2 separate regions of the Hordeum vulgare genome follow, and region 2 is linked to region 1. The links are chromatin contacts, called in public Hi-C maps. All regions are on one chromosome and are shown on one strand. Each heading gives the region's core, a stretch centred on a gene start, on an enhancer-like site or on the middle of the called end of the contact. The rest is flanking DNA. Distances are from core to core; before and after follow the strand shown. Region 1 holds the start of LOC123401429 (microtubule-associated protein 70-2). Region 2 holds the start of LOC123401198 (probable RNA-dependent RNA polymerase 1).

Region 1 (4,079 bases), core at 1,148-3,647:
AAAAGGTACAGAAAAGGCAGAAACATCATTAAAGCAAACACAGCAACCAGAGATGCACTAAAGATCAAACAATATCTAACTGAAAAAAGGCCCAGTTAAAGGATCTTTAGTTGATCTGAACAACACAACTTAGGTAACTCACTTTTCCAGGAGCTACTTCATTTGGGAAGTTAAAACGTATGTGAGGATAGGATACATATTTGGTCAGAAAGCTTACAAGTTGAGTTCCAAAGGGGGAAAAGGAATCAAGGACCTTAAAAAACAAGTAAATTTCATAACAAATCATATAGGTACACATTTAAGTTTACATTCCAAAGAAAATTTACATAAACGTTTCAATACACCTCACATCCATCAGTTCGTTTGTATGAAACGGAGTCTGAAAGATATACATATCTGTCATGTGGGATCCCCAAGTCAGCAGCCAAAATTTACGTAGCTCTACAAAATTTGTAGCTGTTCAATACTTCTAAAGTTATGATAAAATGTGTCCGAATTTTCAAAATGAATTCTAAGAAAACAACATACTATTTTTCACAAAAAAACATTTATTTGAACAAAATATCCAAGCATTTTGAAGATTCTAAAATACCTAAATTATAATAGGCAACATATATGCCTACTCCAAATTGACCATCATTTAGATGAAATCATGTAACCGTCATTTTTCCTTCATCAAATCTTTAAAAAAAATACAAATTAAAATATTTAGCAATTGTAAATTCACACGCCTCCAATTCAAATTTTATATTCAAATCCATGTTTTCAAGATGATACATTTTTTAAAGACTGTAACATTGCGAGATTTCCTCTGACATTATGCCAATAATAAGATGAAGTTAAATTGCACTGACAGGATATTTGTCTTGTGGCAGCACCTAAGGAATCCCGAAAATCAAGGCAAGGAATTAACCTTGAATCCTCGATACCTCCAAGTATTGGTTATTGCAGTTTGCTCATCGTATCTAGAGCAATTTGTACATCATATTCATCCCTTGTGTATATTAAGAAATTTGAGTGGGCACTGAGCAGGCTCAACAAACATGCAAACTAAACACCAGATATTGCAACCAGGATTGAAGTACAGAACATCAAAATATCTAATAGCACTCAGCATCAAAATTGCTTTGAGTGCCACAGATGTTAGCACTTGCAAAAGTACAGCTTCAGAACAAGGGTAATGGGAATCAATTCTATGAACTAAGACAGGGGCAGCTTCATTTAGCTCTTGCCCTCCTGGCGACCTCACACATTCTTCGAGTTGGTTTAGCTCAAACATATCTTGAAAATCTACTGCAAAAGACAGGGACTTCATAGCCCTGCGTGAACGGTCATAACACTCTGATTCACTAGTACCATCTAACAATGAACAAGACAACCAGAGTATAAGATGGAAAAAATAATGAGACAGTATAACAAGCAAACATGCTGTTACATATATACTCACATCAAGCGCAGCCAAAAAGAAACAAAGAAGAAAAAAAGCACAGCCTAACAGGGAAAAAAAACAAATCACATTCAGTCTTGTTACATGTTGAGTAAAACAGTAAGCTTATGTTGAACTTTCAGAGTTTCAGTATGCCGCAATCGATAGACAGAATCCTCCGAATCCATGAATCGGACAAAATAATGTCCACCAAAAACAAGGGGAAGATTAATATATCTTGTCCCTGACACTCTGCCAGACTAACCTCCCCATCGAGCAAATATGCCCCCAAAATCTCCTATTTGGCTATAAATTCTATTGCACCGACACTATTCCAAGCTCGAAACTGAAAGAAATGGTCGTAGAAAAACAAGGCAAGAATCAGAAGCAGGCTTGGGGATTTACCTCCTCGACGGCCTTCTCCCGCGCCCTCTCCGACAGGCGCAGCGCCTTAATCTCCGCCTGCGCCTCGCCCAGCTCCCTATCCTTGTCTAAGACCACACCAAAAACACCAACCATTCCCCCGTAAGTAGGATTCGAGAGGGCGGCGGCAGCCCATTCCCACGACACGAGCGTGAACCAGAGGTACGGCGAGCCGCGAACCGAACTCACCCCTGACTTCGTTCTCGAGCCGGTTGAGCTCGACCTTGACGGGATCCGAGCCGTGCATCAGCGTGAGGAGCTCGTCGGCGTCCAGGCCCACCTGCGCCGCCCCGCGCCTGCGCGAGGAGCCCCTCTGTGCCGACGCATTCCCCTCCTCGCCGCCGTCGGCCATCTCAGATCTGGGCACCGGCGCCTCAGCCCACCATCCAAATCGCGCGCCCCGCGGCCGCGAGCTCCGGGTCCGCCGGCGGCGACGGTGGCCGCAATGCCGTCCGGGGGTGGGGAACCCTAGCCGCGGCGTCGGGGCTCTGCTTTGCTTTTGCTTTGCTTCGCGTGTTGTTTGTTGTCTTGCTCGAGCGTGTTTGAATAGCGGAGAGGGTGAGGGGGCGGTGTTCGGGGGATTTAAAGCGTCGGCTTTTCGACAGTGATTAGCTTAAAGCCGAGCTAATTAACCGTTGGGCCAGCGGCCCGAGAGGTGGGAGGGGGAGGTCACATATGAGCATGAGAGGCCATGTAGAATTATGACATACGGAGTATATGGATACAAATGACTCAGGGCATGTACAATGATGGCATATGAATACAGATGTTTCATGACAATGAGGCATTTATATTAAAAAAATTCTTCAATACAAGCTATCATCAGGATGCCTCATCAAAAAATAAAAACTCTAATGCATATGCATCTTTATTTTCCACTCTAAATTTTTCATCTTTTTACACTGGACCATACATTTTTCTCTTCAAGCACCCGCCTCCTCGAAAGAATCTCGCTTCCTTATGTGAAACTACTTTTTCTCACATCCGATCCTACGTGGCATATGGGTCATCACCTTGAGGCTATGCATTGTACATGTCCTCAACAAAGCAAACTACTACCTCCGTCTGAATTAGAGCAACTACAACCGCGTGATCCAAACGGACGCGGTTTGTCCGTATTTTATCTGTTTGGCTCGTCCCGGCGGACACTCTTGTCCGTTTTTATGATTGGGCCGGTGCTCGCGTCCAATACGATCATGACTCATTTTTAGGTGACAAAAAAACATAATAAATATTTTGAAAATATAAAAAAGTTAGTTAAACATTAATGCCGGCCTCAAAGGCCCGCGATAGTCCTACGAGTTCACATTACAATAAATAAAAACTTTAAGTACGCTAAAACCGAGGAGGCGCGCTGCCCTAGGCGTCCTCCTCCTCCTCGTCGTCAGGGCCGGTGAGGTCGACGAGCGTTGGTGCCGGGCCAGCCCAGGGGAGGCCCTCTTCCACACGGCGGTGACGTCGTTCGCCGGTGGCTGCACCGGCGTTGACTGGGCAACACGACGCTCCTCCTCCTCAGCTTCGGCCTCGCACTCGAGCTGTTGGCCCTCTACACGCTCCTCCGCCAGCCGTCGCTGCCGCCGGTGCTCCAGGTAGGTCGTCTCCTGCTTCGGTGTCGCACCAAACTAGACGGGTGACACGCCGACCCATTCGCGCACCACCCCGTCCCAGACATACTGCTCGGACTTGAGGGCCAGCGGCCCTGGCTCGGCATTGGCGGGGAACGGCGGGGCTAACGGCGGCACGATGGAGTCACGTGCAGCGAAAAGCGCCATGGCCTCCGCCATATGCGCCTGGTAAGTCTCCTCCTCCTCCTCCTCCTTGAGGCGTGCTTCCTCCTCACTTGCACGCACGACAACCGCCAACGGATTCTGGTACGCGGCCTCCGCCTCCTCACTCTCTTCGCGCACGACGAGGGGCGACGGAGGTCCAGCCACCACGTCGCGGACCTCACACCGGCGCTGCTCCTCGTGCTCCCACACAAACCAAACCTCCCATTCGGGGGAGTCTACATCGTACACGGGGTTGTACCGCTGCTCTACTGATGACGAGTTGATGGATATACTTCTCGCCCCTTGTTGATTACCCCAAGTGGAAGGTGGAGATGTAGTCAGCAGCAGATTTCCCTTACACGGGGACTGTAAGGTTTATTGAACCAGGAGGACTCCGTGGATCAACAAGTAGGTGTCCGTTGCTCTGGCGCTAGCAGAAGACGTGGACCTGCACACACAAC
Region 2 (4,079 bases), core at 869-3,368, 370 kb before region 1:
CAACGCTGAAGTCTACAAAATTCAAGTGCACCTCCAGCATTCCAAACACAGCAAAATTTAATGACCAAAAAGCAACAAAATGAAATATAGCAATTATATTGTTTCTGGCACAAATTGACAGGCAGAAGAAAAAACATGTGTATGAACTATTTTAATATTTACAAAAACATAATTACATCTGTCATGCAGAAGCTTTAATATGAAGACGATAGTTACACTTGGAACAATGTGAACTTAGTAATGTACGTACACTGTACTCTACGATTCGCAGCAGCAGAAAAGGATATGCAAGTAAAAATACTATGAATTCATGAAAAGCATGTCCAGCATACATATACATGTGTCGTACAACTAACATACCTGAATCAGAAGGAACTTTTTTTGCAACCCAGGTGGACGATGAAGCTGGATCTCCCATATGCTCTCGTAGGAGAGTTCAAGTTTGTATTTCTTCGAGTTGTAGATCAGGCAAAAGTCAATCCTCTTCATAGCAAATCCAAACTCAACGGAAACATCTGTTCCGCTCCACAGAACAGATAGAACTCTTTCCTTCAGAAGACAGCCAAAATGCAGTTTTGCACCCTGTAGATTAAAAATCGTAGTTCTTGGTCTCGGAACAATGTCACGCTCTGCATATCGGGCCTTCAGATAATGACTTCCGCTCCTAAGTGCATTCCGTTGGGCCGCATTCAACACCAGCGAAGCATGTGCCTCAGACTGGAACTGAACAATGGCAAAAGATCTTGAGTTTGCAGAGATGTTCTTGGGAGGCCTGAGCTTGACCGCAAAGACGTTGCCAGTGCCAACAATTTGTTCCAACAAATCCTTGACATGGTCAGCATTGACAGTTGAAGGAAACCCTGACACCTGAATAGTCTTGCCGCCCATGGTGACGGGGCATATCAAAACTACAGCAGTGCATAATCATGATTAGAAAAACAGTCAGTCACTGGAAAGCATAGACAGATCTGCATATATATGTCAGGTCTTCTACGTGTTCAGGACTTCTTTTTTTCTATTTTTCTATCCTATGTCCAGCTTTTATTGTAGTCTTTCCCGGAAGAAATCCATGTTGCAGTTTTACATATGAGTTCTTTTATTTTGATCTCGAAACTAATAAAGAAGTAAGGAATCTAAGGAATGTCAAACACTGGTACTAGTATAGTATATTACTTATATACTTAAAACTAAGTACTAGTAGATCCGTACGTCCGTATACAGCGGTTTCACCCAAAACTGGAAACTGCAGTATCACAAATCCCATCACAATGCAGTAGCATAAACATGCCGCCAAAAGAAGAGGCATCCCACTTCATCAGGCACTAGCAAACAGTCAGCTCGGGTAAAGCAAGAAACCAAGAACCGCTCAAAAGGTCAACGGCAAAGAATAGGCGATCCCCAAAGATTTGTCGATAAAAACAACCAGGGACGTGCATTTCCCCCGTCCTCTACACCCGCTACGCTTCTTCACCTGGCCTGTTTATTCGTTCCGAGAAGAAATGCAACAACCTCCTCTGTTACTGGCAAAGCAGGGGCGGGCCGAGCGTGGGGGTTTGGGTGGGGGGTTTAGTCGGATCCCCCAAAATTCAGGAAAACAAGCCGCGCCCGAGCCTGGGCACCAAATCCCATCGCAGAAACTGTGATCGATCTAACCTAGACAAAGAAAACTCTGATCGATCTCGCGCGCTGCGGAGGAAGAACGAGAACCTAACGGAGCCGCGGACGAAGCGAGCAAACTGCGAACGATCCGGGCCCCGGCTGCTCAATGCCACAGCAGAGCAAAGAGAAAGGATGGAACCCCCAACGGCGCAACGCACTCGCGGGGACGATCCGTCCGACCGAGCTAGGGTTCCTTACCAGCGGCAGAAGGATAGGAGGGGGTGAAGCCGGCCCCACCCCAGCCCAGGACCGGCGGCTGGAATGGCTTTTTGTCTGCCGCTCGCTCCCGTCGCCCCCGGCGCAGCAGGTTGCGAGGCGGAGAGCGGAGAGCGGCGAGCGGCGGCGGGGGTCCGGTGGATCTGGCGGGGAGGGAACCCGGGAAGATGGATGGGCGAGGGGCGGAGGCGACGACTGCCCGATGGTTTTGTCGCCGAGGCGGAGGCGAGGAGGAGAGACTGACTGGAGGAGTGTCGGTCAATGTGCACGTAGCATTTAAAGCGACTGGGTTCGTGGGGCCGGGGGATGCGGGTTGGAAAGGAATGGAATGGGACCGGATATGTCCAAGGCTCGTTAATTGCGCTCCGAAATCTTCATATTGGCAGGCAATCTAGTACTCCCTCCGTCTCGGTGTATAAGAGCAAGGTTAATAGCACAGCCGGCTGCTGGCTATAACCCGTTGCCACATCACCTAAAGCCTTCATTCATACAATAGAATGGCTTTTTGGTTGGCTGTAAGGCTGGCTGTAATCTATACCTAATAATAAAGCGGCTATTGCTTCCGTCGGAAAACCCACCGTAATATTTTTATAAAAAAACCCTGTAATTTTTGTTATTCAACCCGCGCTTCATCATTTATCTGCAACGCAAAAGAAAAAACGATTCGCTGCAAAAATTATATCCGTACGCAAAACAAACGGTGAAGATTTATTACTTTAGGTTATGTTTTTTGAACGGCCTAGATTTAACTGCCCACATAACAAAATTATTTTTTGACTCCCACGTGCTAGACTCAATCCTGCCTAAATAACCTGATCGTACAAGCTTTTTTTGGAACAGAACCGATCATACAAGTCTGTTACGTGTATTGTATAACCAAGATGATCAACGTGAGTCCTTAAAGGACACGCTGAAAAAGGGGAAAATAAGGGCACCAAGCCAACAAAACCACGTACGCTCCTAGAAACTTAAATGAAAAGCACCTAGGTACATGTAGGTTTCGAGAAAAGCACCTACAAACTTCCGTGAAGGATCCAAATTTGTAAGAGGGCAACACTTGTACGTAGAAAAAAAGCAAATACGTGCATGCATGTAGAAAACTTTTTTCTGCATTCACGCTTTAAAATATCCATGGATGGCTACAGGGACACATGGCATGTATTAGAGAAACTGATTGAACATGTTCGTCTACATCTATATCTATATCTATACCTAATAATAAATCGGCTATTGCTTTCGTCGGAAAACCCATCACGATATTTTTATAAAAAGACCCTGTAATTTTTGTTTTTCAACTCGCGCTTCATCATTTATCTGCAACGCAAAAGGAAAAACGATTCGCTGCAAAAATTATACCCGTACGTATCGCCTCCTCCCGTCGATCCTGGGCCACCCTGGCCTGTGTCCAGGCTGCCGCCACACCACTCGCCGCCGCGGCCGACCTCAACCGCCACCGCTGCCGATCTCAACCCACCCGCATCCGCGGCTGTACCTCTCCCCGCTCACTGCCCCCATTGCGGCGCTCGAGCGCATCGCGTCGATCCTGGTCCACCCTGGCATGTGCCCAGGCCGCTGCCACACCACTCGCCGCCGCGGCCGACCTCAACCACAACTGTTGTCGATCTCAACCCACCCGCCTCCGCGGTCGTACCTCTGCGCGCTTGCTGCTCCCGTTTCGACGCTCGAGCACAGCTTCTGGATCAAATCAACGCGACAGCTACAACGACTTGGGATGATGCGTCTGCTCGCTGCAGAACGGCGGCGGCGCGCGGATAAGGCGCGGCGGAGCGAGGTACTTGCAGGTGGAGACGGGCCTCCATGGCTCACACGGGGAACTCTAAGGTTATGGCGCGGCAACGGCGACTCCTTATGACCAGATAGAGGCGCCTAACCCTTGCTCCCCTCATCGTATCCCGTCCTCCCACAGGAACTCATCATCAGGTGAGATCCCTCCCCATGCCTCCAACCGTGTGCCAAGCACCGGCAAGAAATTTTGTTTTGTGGGAATTTGTTTGCTGATGAATGAATGTATTGAATGTAAGATTGCATTGTTGTAGAGAGAGAGAATGGAACACCACCTTCAGTTTGTCATCTGATCCCACATTCTCTACCCCATAAGTGAAATAAGATAACAGTCCATTGATCAATTCACGTAGCCTCTTTGTTTTGCTTTGCTTGTCCCGCTCAATTTCTCATCATGGTAG

What was found. Hi-C and Micro-C count contacts between places; a contact is called where the count stands out from the background.
Region 2: a Hi-C map of leaf shows a contact between it and region 1, with 5 times the contacts expected there. The contact joins the promoter of LOC123401198 here to the promoter of LOC123401429 in region 1. A contact is called at or near these places in 2 of 6 Hi-C or Micro-C datasets (both in leaf).

Annotation. Positions count from the first base shown.
Region 1 is chr6H:495,670,599-495,674,677 of MorexV3_pseudomolecules_assembly, reverse strand. LOC123401429 (microtubule-associated protein 70-2) reads right to left here and starts at 2,397. Exons shown (of 11, transcript XM_045095238.1): 1 at 2,039-2,397; 2 at 1,832-1,917. The coding sequence starts at 2,201.
Region 2 is chr6H:496,037,720-496,041,798 of MorexV3_pseudomolecules_assembly, reverse strand. It overlaps LOC123401198 (probable RNA-dependent RNA polymerase 1), which reads right to left and starts at 2,118. Exons shown (of 5, transcript XM_045094933.1): 1 at 1,858-2,118; 2 at 361-908. The coding sequence starts at 888.